Regions from separate parts of the Sus scrofa genome. Here region 2 is linked to region 1. The links are chromatin contacts, called in public Hi-C maps. All regions are on one chromosome and are shown on one strand. Each heading gives the region's core, a stretch centred on a gene start, on an enhancer-like site or on the middle of the called end of the contact. The rest is flanking DNA. Distances are from core to core; before and after follow the strand shown. Region 1 holds the start of LOC110256158 (vegetative cell wall protein gp1-like). Region 2 overlaps ABCA6 (ATP-binding cassette sub-family A member 6).

Evidence for each region. A called contact is a pair of places that touch in the nucleus more often than the background predicts.
Region 2: a Hi-C map of retroperitoneal adipose tissue shows a contact between it and region 1, with 2.4 times the contacts expected there. The contact joins the enhancer-like site here to the promoter of LOC110256158 in region 1. A contact is called at or near these places in 14 of 47 Hi-C or Micro-C datasets (adipocytes, alveolar macrophages, embryonic fibroblasts and 8 more) and 1 of 2 datasets of contacts at active chromatin or transcription factors (skeletal muscle).

The regions. Positions count from the first base shown.
Region 1 is chr12:11,161,111-11,167,736 of Sscrofa11.1, reverse strand. LOC110256158 (vegetative cell wall protein gp1-like) reads right to left here and starts at 3,936. Exons shown (of 1, transcript XM_021068073.1): 1 at 2,608-3,936. The coding sequence starts at 3,936. The coding sequence ends at 2,608. It overlaps LOC100626206 (ATP-binding cassette sub-family A member 10), which reads right to left and starts at 2,551. Exons shown (of 34, transcript XM_021068074.1): 1 at 1,830-2,551. The coding sequence starts at 1,925.
Region 2 is chr12:11,301,326-11,308,201 of Sscrofa11.1, reverse strand. The region is part of intron 35 of ABCA6 (ATP-binding cassette sub-family A member 6); the gene reads right to left. LOC100520216 (ATP-binding cassette sub-family A member 9) reads right to left here. Exons shown (of 39, transcript XM_021068115.1): 3 at 4,416-4,517; 4 at 2,134-2,341; 5 at 53-217. The coding sequence starts at 4,511. Among named protein-coding and RNA genes, the nearest start is that of ABCA6, 80 kb to the right of the region's middle. Within about 2 kb of position 4,936, at least 16 of the 83 cell types and tissues checked have an H3K27ac peak or open chromatin away from gene starts, as enhancers often do. A contact at or near this core is called in mesenteric adipose tissue, retroperitoneal adipose tissue, skeletal muscle and 1 more, where this site is marked.

The DNA of each region.
Region 1 (6,626 bases), core at 2,687-5,186:
ATATTGAGTGAAGTTAAGTCAGAAAGAGAAAGGCAAATACCATATGATATCACTTGGAACCTTTCCACAGAAAAGAAAATCATGGACTTGCAGAATAGACTTGTGGTTGCCGAGAGGGAGGGGGAGGGACTGGGAGGGACTGGGAGCTTGGGGTTAGCAGATGCAGACTATTGCCTTTGGGATGGATTAGCATTAGGATCCTGCTGTGTAGCACTGGGAACTCTTGCCTAGTAACTTATGATGGAACATATAATGTGAGAAAAAAGAATGTATACGTGTATGTGTAACTGGGTCACCATGCTATACAGTAGAAAATAATAATAATAAAAGGTTAAAAAATGTAAGTTAACAGTGATCAAATACAGATTGTGGGTACATAGCATAGGATGTGACCTCATCAGACTTATATTCTACATTTGGAGATTTTCTTCTTTCTTTCTTCATTTTGCTTTTTAGGGCTGCACCCACAGCCTATGGAGGTTCCCAGGCTAAGGGCTGAATCAGAGCTACAGCCGATGGCCTATACCACAGCCACAGCAACACAGGATCCGAGGTGCATCTGTGACCTATACCACAGCTCACGGCAACGCTGGATCCTTAACCCACTGAGTGAGGCCAGGGATCGAACCTGCATCCTCAAGGATCCTTGTTGGGTTCATAACCCCCTGAGCCACCATGGGAACTTCCGTTTGGAGATTTTAAACACCACTAATAAGTTTTTTAAAAACTGAGTGGGTCTAATATATGCCACAAATAAACCTTTCCACAGAAAAGAAAATCATGGACTTGGAGAATAGACTTGTGGTTGCCAAGGGGGAGAGGGAGGGAGTGGGATGGACTGGGAGACTGGGGTTAATAGATGCAGACTATTGCCTTTGGGATGGATTAGCAATGAGATCCTGCTGTACAGCACTGGGAACTATGTCTAGTCACTTATGATGGAGTTTGATAATGTGAGAAAAACGAATGGATACATGTATGTGTAACTGGGTCACCAAGCTGTACGGTAGAAAAGTGACAGAACACTGTAAACCAGCTCTAACGGAAAAAAATAAAAATCATTAAATACCAAAAAAAATTGAGTGGGTGACCACTATAATGGTACCCTTTATCAACATAACATACTAACGGAGTAGAACTGAACTGTTTTAGGAGCCATCGCACAATAAAAAGGGGGCTGTGAACTCTGTGAGCTCCCACTGAAATGTTAGTGGCTATTTTTAAACAGGACCCAGATCTATGTGGCCATGGCAGCTCCAGCCACACCTCATGGTAACACAGAGCAAATCTCTTCATCCTAAGGTCCATGCCCCTGTACTAAAAAATCTGCAGAAAGCAAACATACTGCACAGTCTTCCCTCATTTTTTGCTAATGAATTTTTCTCCAGCCTTACCAATTACCAAAATTTTATCAAAATGTCCCCAATAGAGCACTCTGAGTTACTCATTTAAAATCTATTTCATTTTGCCTCTTTCTTTTTTTTTTCTCTCTCTCTCTTTTTTTCCTAATACTGAAGTTGGCCCAGGGTAAATCAGAACGACTCCACGAGATTCAAATGGATCACATCTTTGGAGAATGGCTAGTTCTATTCAATAAAAATGCCACTTACTTTGTTTTTCAGGAACTGACATATGAGCCCTTTAGTTAATTTCACCTTTTGCCATAATCTTTAACCTATTCTGCAATATTTGCCAAGTACTATATTGAGAACCCCAAATCAACGAGCCCGTAGAATTTGTGAACATAAAAAAGCAAGAAAAATGGCATAATATGAAATAGTAGATTTTCATTCACTAAATAGGGAAAACTATATATTTGCAGACCACACCAATAAGCTTTCTTTCTTCATCCTCCATTTTTTAAGAAGATTCTTGTAGAGAAGGGCCTGAGTTTGTTGACACACACTTATCTCCTTTTTAATCATTCTGTCCTGTTCATTGAGAGAGATGAAAAGTAAATACTGTGGACCAATAATGAGGTGAGAAAAAGACACACCACCCCCCAGAAAAAAAAATTCCAGTTACAAAAAAGCTTCTGAACACTTTGAAAACAGAGTCCCGGATGTCTTCACTGGAAGCAAAGTAACACACATTCACGAGGGGTTTTTTTGGTTTAAAAGCAGGAAGTATTAATGAGTGCACACTGTCCTGCCAGCTCAGCCTCCTCTCCAGGCTCTCTGGTTACGACACAGATGAGGGCTACGGGGTGAGAGGTCTCTTCCCTCTTGTCTCAAAAGTAAGCTTTTCTGCCAAATCTTGACCTGATAACAATCTCAAGTCAGTCAGAGAATGAGACGTCAGAATAATATTTAGAATCCAGTTGTCCCTTAGTTTAAAAAAAAATAAATAAGTACTCCAGGAATAAGAACCAGCTCTGGGTTTCTGTTATTCAGAGGTTTGCCACACTGGTCTGCCCTTGGAACGGCAGGCTTCTGCGTGCCTATGTGATGGCGTCTAGGAAACCACTGAGGAAAGGAAAGCTGAATCATATGACAGTCATTCCTAAAATCCCAAAGACCTCCTATCTCGCCTTGAAACTCACGGGTGGCCTTTTAGGAGGCAGAGAGGTAAGATGCCTGCAGATGGAAATCGAAATCGAAGTCCTCGTTAGCTAGGATGCCTGGAGTGACTCGGGTGTGCAGGGTCTGCTGGAGTGACTGGGGTGCGCATGTCTGCTGGAGTGACTCGGGTGTGCAGGGTCTGCCGGAGTGACTCGGGTGCGCAGGGTCTGCCGGAGGGACTGGGGTGCGCAGGGTCTGCCGGAGTGACTGGGGTGCGCAGGGTCTGCTGGAGCGACTCGGGTGTGCAGGGTCTGCCGGAGTGACCGGGGTGCGCAGGGTCTGCTGGAGCGACTCGGGTGTGCAGGGTCTGCCGGAGGGACTGGGGTGCGCAGGGTCTGCCGGAGTGACTCGGGTGCGCAGGGTCTGCCGGAGGGACTGGGGTGCGCAGGGTCTGCCGGAGGGACTGGGGTGCGCAGGGTCTGCCGGAGTGACTGGGGTGCGCAGGGTCTGCCGGAGTGACTCGGGTGTGCAGGGTCTGCCGGAGGGACCGGGGTGCGCAGGGTCTGCCGGAGGGACCGGGGTGCGCAGGGTCTGCCGGAGTGACTCGGGTGCGCAGGGTCTGCCGGAGGGACTGGGGTGTGCAGGGTCTGCCGGAGGGACTCGGGTGTGCAGGGTCTGCCGGAGTGACTCGGGTGCGCAGGGTCTGCCGGAGTGACCGGGGTGCGCAGGGTCTGCCGGAGTGACCGGGGTGCGCAGGGTCTGCCGGAGTGACCGGGGTGCGCAGGGTCTGCCGGAGTGACCGGGGTGCGCAGGGTCTGCCGGAGGGACTCGGGTGTGCAGGGTCTGCTGGAGTGACCGGGGTGCGCAGGGTCTGCCGGAGTGACCGGGGTGCGCAGGGTCTGCTGGAGGGACTCGGGTGTGCAGGGTCTGCTGGAGTGACCGGGGTGCGCAGGGTCTGCCGGAGTGACCGGGGTGCGCAGGGTCTGCTGGAGGGACTCGGGTGTGCAGGGTCTGCTGGAGTGACCGGGGTGCGCAGGGTCTGCCGGAGTGACCGGGGTGCGCAGGGTCTGCCGGAGGGACTGGGGTGCGCAGGGTCTGCCGGAGGGACTGGGGTGCGCAGGGTCTGCCGGAGGGACTGGGGTGCGCAGGGTCTGCTGGAGTGACTGGGGTGCGCATGTCTGCTGGAGTGACTCGGGTGCGCAGGGTCTGCTGGAGGGACTCGGGTGTGCAGGGTCTGCTGGAGTGACTGGGGTGCGCAGGGTCTGCTGGAGTGACTGGGGTGCGCAGGGTCTGCCGGAGGGACTGGGGTGCGCAGGGTCTGCTGGAGTGACTCGGGTGCGCAGGGTCTGCTGGAGTGATTGGGGTGTGCACCTGACGGATAACGGGGCTGCTTCTGCGTTTTCAACTTGAAATCCTGGAGGCGGTCTTTCGGCATCACAGCACTGGTGACTGAAATTCATGCGTATCAGTGCTGATGTTCTATACAAATTACAATGTTTAGAGAACTGACTAGACGTCTCCTTTTTTGATGAAAGGTAAAGCCATCTCAGTTCTCCCCTGAGAGTTTCTAAGGGGAAACACCCATCTCCGTGTTAAGGGCTGGAGGGGGTCCATCAAAGACTTTTTCAAAGAAGAAAGAAAGCACAGGAAGAAACAACTTGTCCTAAAGCCTACACTTTCCCCAAAAGTAAAACCCTGCGAATTCTTGAAAAGGCTGTTCAGAGACGCGTAAACCTGACACACAAAAATATTAATAATATTTAGGCACGCTTCTGAGTCTATCTTCCCTTTGACGACCGCACTAAAATACGCTTTTACCACGTTTAAAAAATTAAACCGCTCAGGAAACAGGGTGATTTAGAACCATCAGAACAATGTAACTGCAACACTGTCCATCAAGAGGTCTGGCCTGAGCTGGGTCCTTTGCGCCTTAATTACGTGATGCCGAATGAAAGGTAAAAACAAACTTGGACTTACTGTCAGGAAAACCAGAGGGAGGAACTTAGAAGCACCTTTGAGTCACTGGTCTCTTTCTGTCCAGAAGAGTGGTTCTGTCTGGCCCCTCTTAAAGCTGCTTTCATTCAGTTTGGCTTCTGAAAACAGGCCATGGTGTGTGCGTAAAACGCCTGCCAAACTCATTCTTCACTTGGTAAGATGTTTTCTTCCCAAGTTGTTCCACGGGAGGGTGCTGCTAAGGGCGGTTGGCTATGCATGTCACGTGGTATTTGTTTACTGGTGTTTGTTTAGTGCTCCATCTTCCTGGCATATGCAAAAAGTGATCAGCTTCAAGAAGGAAGAGGGGGGGAAAAAACGGTCCTGAACAAGTCTATATTAACTTTGAATGATTAAAAATTCAACTGCCAAGCAAAAAATGGGCAGATTAGAAAGAAAGGAAATTGAACAGAAAGAGGGAAAATGAGGATCTCAGAAATCAGAATAATTTATACGAGAAAACCTTACCAAAGACTTGACTTGACTTCAATGAAATCGTTCTTTGTACTCACCGACGCCTATGTGCTAGAAAGGACGCTAAGGGTCTGAACTGAACTATTTCATTTACACGCAGAGCAAACCTTTGACACTGGTGCTATATTTGCACACGTTTTACAGATTTAAAAATCAAGACTTAAAGGTGAAGTTATTTGCAGAAGCTCAAGTAAAGGCAGAGACACTCTTCTGGACTCCAAGCCCCCTCACTCTTAGCTACCACTGTGAAAATTATGCTAATAAAAACAAAGATATTTAACACCAATTTTAATAGATTAATCACTTAGACTAGATGGGCAGAATGCTTTTTTTTTTTTTAGCTACATATATTGGACAGTCTCAGAATTATAAACAACCCCTGTTCACCAACCCAGAAAATCTCCTTCCATGATTTTAACTGTAATCAATACATTTCTTGGGATATGGACACAAGTTAATAAGCACTCGTGAAAGGGAAGGGCAGAGAGAGAGTGAAGGACTCTGGTGACTATTCATGCCGTCACTGCTTTCTCGAAGAACACAGAAATAAGTATTTCCATTTACTTTATGTTCCCTCCTGTTTTTCATCACATTTCTCTTCTTGTTTCCTAGTTATTACTAGAAGTAAAATTCATGAACTGGAAAACTCCAAATATTTAACCTGGTCCTGATCCCAGACATTAATGAGAATATTTATTTTAACAGGTAGGAAAAAAAAAAAACAACTAAAATCACATCATAGGGAGTTCCCGTCGTGGTTCAGTGGAAACGAATCTGACTAGCATCCATGAGGACAGAGGTTCAATCCCTGGCCTCGCTCCGTGGCTGTGGTGTAGGTTGCAGACACAGCTCGAATCTAGTGTAGCTGTGGCTGTGGTGTAGGCCGGAGGCTACGGTTCCAGTTTGACCCCTAGCCTGGGACCTTCCATGTGCTGTGGGCGCGGCCCTAAAAAGACAAAAAATAAAAAATAAAATAAAATAAAATTGTATCGTAATACACACATACACTTTCTCAGAAACAAAACTGAAAGAATCCTGGTCCGTTTCCATAGTTTCAGGGATGGCAGTCTCCAAAATGGTGCAAGGAAGTGCTTATAGGATTAGGAGTCTGAGACCCACATTCCAAAGTGTCACTCACGGGCGAAGTGCTTTGGACATGTGACTGTTGCACATTTCCCACAGGGCTGGACCTTTTCTGTTCCAGGACTCTGTACTCTGAGAACAGGGCCGCTCTTCTGCAGGGTCCCAATGCTGAAATCCTCCAAAGTTGGATTTCTGGGTGACCGTGCTCCCTGACGTCAACCCAGCCTTCTTCAGCACACCTCTCACAGGTCTATATTCTTTTTATATTTTTTTCATTGGATCTTTTTGGGGGCTTTTATTTTTTTTTAATTGAAGTGCAGTTGATTTACAATATTGTGTTGGTTTCAGATGTACAGGAAAGGGGTTCGGTTATTTTTCTTTTCTGATTCTTGGACATTAGCGGTTATGACAAGATACTGAATATGGTGCCCTGGGCTGTACAGTAAATCCTTGTCACTTTTTTCTTTATATAGACTTGTGCCTGTGTGTTAATCCCGTCTTCCTAATTAATCCCCCAGCTCTTGCCTTCCTCTTTAGTTACCTCTTTTTCTCTATATCTGTGAGTCTGTTTCTGTT
Region 2 (6,876 bases), core at 3,687-6,186, 140 kb before region 1:
ATGTAATAGCAAAATTTAAAAAAAATTTTTTTTTTTCTGATAGAAAAGTTACCTGAGTGATCTCTGTGTTCCTTCATCCTGGGGATTCTGCCGCCCCAGAAGAATTTCAAATGATAGGAGAAAGTATCTGTAAAGACGACTCTCACTGCATCCGTAGAGTAGTTTAAATCCAGTTCATCCATGCTCTTTTCATCAGGCCACCCCAGGATAGGTCTTCCTGACATGTGAAAGGAAGGGACAGCTAAGAAAGAAGATGTCTGTGGGGTCCAGCACAGCAGATCATCTTCAGTGATATTAAAGCTCTTTTATGCTAGTTACTTCTTCACCGTAAGCAGGGCTGATCCTAAATAAAAGACTCCCACTTGGAGAGACTAGATGGGGGAATCTTAACATTTTAGATAAAATTAGAAGCATTATGGAGCAAACGCTTTTTTTAAAAAAATAGATTATACCATTCTGAATAAATTATTTAATCCATAATTCAAAACACAAGGCATCTGGAATCACAACAATGCCAATGTGTCCATTTAAACTCACTGCAACACAGATCTACCTAAAGTTGACACAGATGCCATAATTCTAAGTATACACTGTAAGTAGAGTATATATTTCCATTTGACAACAGTGTCAATGTAGCCAAACTTCCAAAGGCAGCATAAGATTGTTTAATTCAGACAGCATCTAAAGAGACGTTGCTTATTCTAAAACATACAAACGGATGACCGTTCCCAACCATACCCCGACCATTTAACCTGTATAACTTTCCACAGTCTGGATTCTGCTGCAAGTGTGTGCCTAGTGCCATTCAGCATCTTCCTTTATCCTCTGCATTTCCTGCAATCTGGTGTCTGGATCCAGAGGCCGAATCAAACATGGGTCTAATTCTTTTGGCAAGATCATACAGTGGTGGTACCTGCCTTCATCAGAGTGTCATAATTTTGGATTGTCTCTCTTTTTGAGATAGTAGCATCCATGGATGCTCAGTACCTAGATCCATTACCTTAGTGGGAATTTCAAAATCATGATGCTCTCTTGCCATCATATGTCTTTCCTTTATCAGTAGAAAATGTTTATAAAACAGTACTTCCATCACCTTCTTGGTTACTCGATTGTACATACAGTTCATATGAGATAAATGCTAGTATTTCCCCTGACTTACAAATGTTCACAAGAACTGATTTCCTACCCTCCTTCAAAGGCAAACAGGTTTTTTTTCTTTTAATATTCTTATGAGAGCATGGATCTACATATACTTTGGATGAGTTTCAAATCATTGCACTTACTCTTATTGAAGCTCAACGTAAGCCAGCTCTGACCAGTGGCACTCTCTTCAGCTGAGTCCTTCGGACACCACCTGTTCATTCACAAGGGCTCCCTAGCTCTCTGGAATGACAGGATTCTTCATCCTGTCAATTTCCCTTCTTCTCACACTGAGTCTCCCCATGTTTCATGGACACAGGGGTGAGAGAGTAGAGGAGTCCATAATTACCTATTAGGTATTTTCCATGTTACAAATCTAATATCCTCGGAAAAACATTCGGATACTGCACCACCAATACAGCTGCTGAAAGTGGCTTCTGTAGCCCTCATGTTGGGCTTCCCTGCTTTGCAGTGGCCGCTGGTTTCCTCTTAAAGGGTTCGTGCTCCTGTCTTGGGTCCATCAGATACCCTACTGCTTCCCCTTGCTCTCTCCCCACCCCCTTACATTTTGAGGTTCAAAGAAACATTTTTGTCACCAAGTTTTGTTGTAAGTATTGCCCATGGTTTCTTGGTTTTGCTATCTGATTTCTCTCTCAATTTTTACATGAGTATTTGAAGAGATTAAAAAAATCGTGCTGTCACCTCTGTCCCATCTTCCCATAATCTTCTCACAAACATACATTTGAATGATCCTGCGCTGTCTCATTTTGATGTGGATTCATAAGAGGATAACCTTTTTAATGTAAAATTTCTCAAATTAAGAGACAAGTAAATAGAGTAAAAAAGCTCCTTGATAGTTAACGGGAATATGTATTAAAGGTGTTAATTAAATCTAGACACTTGAACATTTAACACAATTTATCAAGGAAATTCCAAAATGAATCTGTGTATTTCACAAATAAGGAAACCACCATGAAGTGCCAGGGAACATACCTTTCATGAAGGGGGCAGAAGCCACTTTGTTCATTATCTCCTGGATGGTTTTGGATTCGGGTGCAAAGGCAATAATGTAATTAGAGTCATTAAAATTATCTACACGTCCCAGATCCATCGCAGGCAGTTGAAGGAAGTCATTAACTTGGTGTAAATTGGAGGAAAAGAGGAATGCAAACAGTGCTAGAAGAAATGAGAAAAACCATTCCTACCCAGCAAAGAGAGAAAAATGAAGCAAGTCAGTAGTCGTTCCACCACAGATTCATCATCCACGAACAATTTAAAACACTTAATTCTGTTACGTTGCTTGGACACCGTTTTTTTCTCTCTCCCACTTTCAACTTCTCAATTTTCTTTTGTCCTTTAATCTGCAGATTTTGAAATATGTACATCACTCACGAAGACAGCACTGTGGTCTCAATTTCAATTAGAATTAAGAATCTAAGTTTATCATAGTTCAATTCAAATGTTAAGGGTTGGATTGCTTCATGAATGGCCTTGTGATATGCAGTTGTGTTGAAACTTGAGTGATAATGATAAAGAAATGTTAGGTGGTATGAAAGAGATAAGCAGCTTCTATAAACAAGAGTGAGGCCATATACTTATCTTCCGCTGCCTGCGTATCAAAGATCGTTCCAAAATACTGCTTCACAAAAAGAATTTTGAAAGCTTTTATCATTATAACATTCTGGAATTGGAAATGCAACAGAATACATTTGAAATTTCATGATAAGAATGCATTTGATGGTTTAGTTATAATTTTAAACACATGGCCTTTAAAGGAAGTATTGATTTTATTCACTAGATGATCTTATTTTAGCTATATATGTTGGTCTATTTTTATACCTATATCTATCTAGGTAAATACAATGACAGATATAGTACTTATACTGAAAAGAGATGAAAGGTTAGAAATAAAACATCTTTATAGTGTAGAATCCAACATTTATATTTATATAATCTTTGCTCCACACAGGGATTTTTGTATGCTTTTTTCACTGCCAATCTAAGCACTCAGTGCATATTTGTTGAAAGAACACACAAACACACACACACATACATGCACACAATGCTCAGAAATTGAAATGTTCAGAAACAGAGGCAAAGATTTTGAAACCAAATTTATGGTTACCAAAGGGGAAACGTGCCTGAGGGGAGCTAAATTAGAGGGTTGGGGTTGACATATACACACTACTATATACAAAATAGATAGGTACCAAGGACCTACTGCATAGCACAGGGTAATGTACTTAATACTGTGTGATAACCTATGTGGAAAAAGAATCTGAAAAGAAATGGATATATGTATAACTGATTTACTTTGCCGTATACCTGAAATTAACACAACTTTGTAAGTCAACTAAACTCCAATAAAATTTATTTTAAGAAAGGAAATGAAATGTTAATGTATCAACTCCTGAACTGGGGTATTTTACAAGTGATTTTAACTTATTACATTTTTCTGAATTTACTAAATTTTCTACTCAAATAACATGTAATCATTCTTATGATCAGAAGAAGCTTAGTAGAAGCAAAAGTTCAAAATGCCATTTTCTTTTCCTGTTTGTTTATAGGCTCATTAATTCTTTCAAACTGACGTCATCTCTCTCCAGTGTGGAAGTGCTACAATTTGTCTTTTGAGTGTTTTTAAAAAAAGTGTTTACTCTCTGGATTAAATCTTGCCCTTTTCTTTGTCTTCACTCCTAAACTTCTGTACTTATTCCTTTATGAGACTCAAGTGAGTTCAGATGTTAATTGTTATGCCTGCAGTATAAAAATGTGGTTTTATTTCTCCAGGAGTTTCTGAATATGAATTCTTTACCAAATGTCTGCAGTAACACATGTCTCAATGACATATTTCAAAGGAATCTTTTTTTTTTTTTTCTTTTTTCGGCCTGATCTGTGCATTTAAAAGTTCCCAGGCTAGAAGTCAAATCAGAGCTGCAGTTGCTGGCCTATGCCACAGCCACAGCAACAAGGATCTGAGCCACATTTGCGACCTATGCCGCAGCTTGTGGCAATGCCAGATCCTTAACCTACGCAAGGTCAGGGATGGAACGCACATCCTCATGGAGATAATGTCAAGTTCTTAGCCCATTGAGCCTCAACAGGAACTCCTAAAGGGATCTTATTTGAAGTAACAGCAGAGTCTAGAATTCGAAAAAAATCCAGCCTGCTAGCCAGCTGTAGAATATATATGACACATTAAATAATGACTGTGCTGCCCAAGAAAATCCTTTTTCCTCTTCTAAACATGAGAAGACATCAACTCTGAACCATACCAACAAGGTCTCTCTTTTCATCCTCCATTTCTTAAGAAAATTCTTGCAGAGAAGGGCCCACGTTTGCCGACCCACACTGATGTGCCTCTTGCTCATTCTGACCTGTTTATTTTAAAAAGAGAAAGTAAAGGAAGTAAATGCGAAGGTCCGAAATAGAAAACATTATGCAATCCAACCCAAAAGAAACATCGTAGCAGCTGTTTCCAATTGCGTGCAAAGGAAGGAGCCAAAAAGCTGAAAAACACACGAAGGGATATTCGAGCACAGGACTGAAGGAAACAAAAATTAAAACAATTAGGAGATACAGACAATTCATACTGACCCTTCACTGGATTGAAAAGATTATGGAGAATTTAAGAGAGTCAAGGGTTGTTGTTCCATCACTTAGCATTGGTAAATTTTCTCCTGGGGAAAAAGGAATTTTATGTACTGCTGGTGGGACAGACTCACCCATTTTGGTAATTTGTCACCAGTTCATTACTATTTAGCAATATCCTGCTGTCAATCAGTTCTGCTTCTGGGTACATCTGGGTATGTATGCCAAGGAAATTCCCACACATGTCCATGAAGGCACCCGTACAAGGATGCTCTTCATGATGTAAAAGATTGTGGTGCAGTGTCATGGAAGGAATTTTATTTTATTTATTTTTTGTCTTTTTGGGCCACACCCATGGCATATGGAGGTTCCCAGGCTAGGGGTCCAATCAGAGCTGTAGCTGCTGGGCTAAACCACAGCCACAGTGATGCCAGATCCAAGTCGCATCTGTGACCTACAGCATAGCTCACGGCAAGGCCAGATCCCTGGCCCACTGAGCAAAGCCAGGGATGGAACTTGCATCATTGAGCCACAACAGGAATGCCACAGAACAAATTTTAATGGATACAGTCCAGAGAGTACAGTGTAGGATTCTGAAGCAATGGATTCACACCCACCCATCAACAAGAAGAGATCTTAAGGGAGTTCTTGTCGTGGCACAGTGGTTAACAAATGCGACTAGGAACCATGAGGTTGGGGGTTCGATCCCTGGCCTCACTCAGTGGGTTAAGGATCTGGAGTTGCCGTGAGCTGTGGTGTAGGTCGCAGATGCAGATGCGGCTTGGATCCCGTGTTGCTGTAGCAGTGGTATAGGCCGGTGGCTACAGCTTCGATTAAACCCCTAGCCTGGGAACCTCCATGTGCCGCAGGAAGCGGCCCTAGAAAAGGCAAAAAGACAAAAAAAAAAAAAAAAAAAAAAAAAGAAGAGATCTTAAAAACATACTGGCAATTTTTTAAAAATTGAAAAGGTTGAGAGTAATACCACAATATCATTTATATTAATTAATACTGCATACAATACAGAGTTTTCAAGAACATCCAGGAAATAAAGGATTTCCATCAAGTATGATGCAAAGGTGACCAGTTGAACATACATCAAACATACATAACAGCTCCTACAACTCCATATCAAAAACACCCAACCTAATGACAAAGGAGGCAGAGGACCTGAACAGACATTTTTCCAAAGAGGAAATGCAGATGGTCCACAAGGCACACAGAAAGATGCTCCACACCCCTAATCATCACGGAAATACAAAGTAAACCTACAATGCGATACCACCTTACGCAGGTCAGAATGGCCATCATCAAAAAGAACACAAATACAGATGTGGGCGAGGATGTGAAAACAGGGAAACCTAGTACACTGTCGGTGGGAATGTAAATTGGTGCAGCCACCAGGCAAAAGAGTATGAAGGTCTCGCAAAAAACTAAAAATAGAGCTATCATATGACCTAAAAGTTCCACGCTTGGGTATACACCAAAAAAAAAAAAAACCCAAACTATTAATTTGAAAAGATAAGGCCCCTCAATGTTCATAGCAGTATTATTCACAATTTCTAAGGTATGAAAGCAGCCTCAGTGACTGTCAACAGATGAATGGTTTTTAAAAAATGAAGATCCCATGTGGCTCAGAGGGTTAAGGATCTGGCATTGTCCCTCAGTAGCCTGGGTTGCTGCTGTGGCTTGGGTTTGATCCCTGGCCCCGGAACTTCCACCTGCTGCAGGGCTGCAGGCATGGCCAAAAAAAAAAAAAAAAAAAAAAAAAAAAAGAGAGAGAGAGAGGAGAGAGAGAGAGAGGAACGGATAAAGATATAGTATATATGCACAATGGGATATCAGCCATAAAAAAGAAAGAAATTTTTCCATTTGCAGCAACACAGATGGACTTGGAGCGTATTATGTTAAGTGAAATAAGTCAGAGAAAGACAAATACTATATGATATCACCTGTATGTGGAATCTAAAAAATACAACAAACTGGCGAATAAAACAACAACAACAAAAGGAGCCTCACAGATGTGGAGAACAAATCAGTGGTTACCAGTAAGAAAAGGGCTGAGGGGAGGGCAACACAGGGGTAGGTAGCGGGAAAAGTGTCATTGTGGGATTATATGAAATCATGTCTGTAAAACTTTGGAAAATT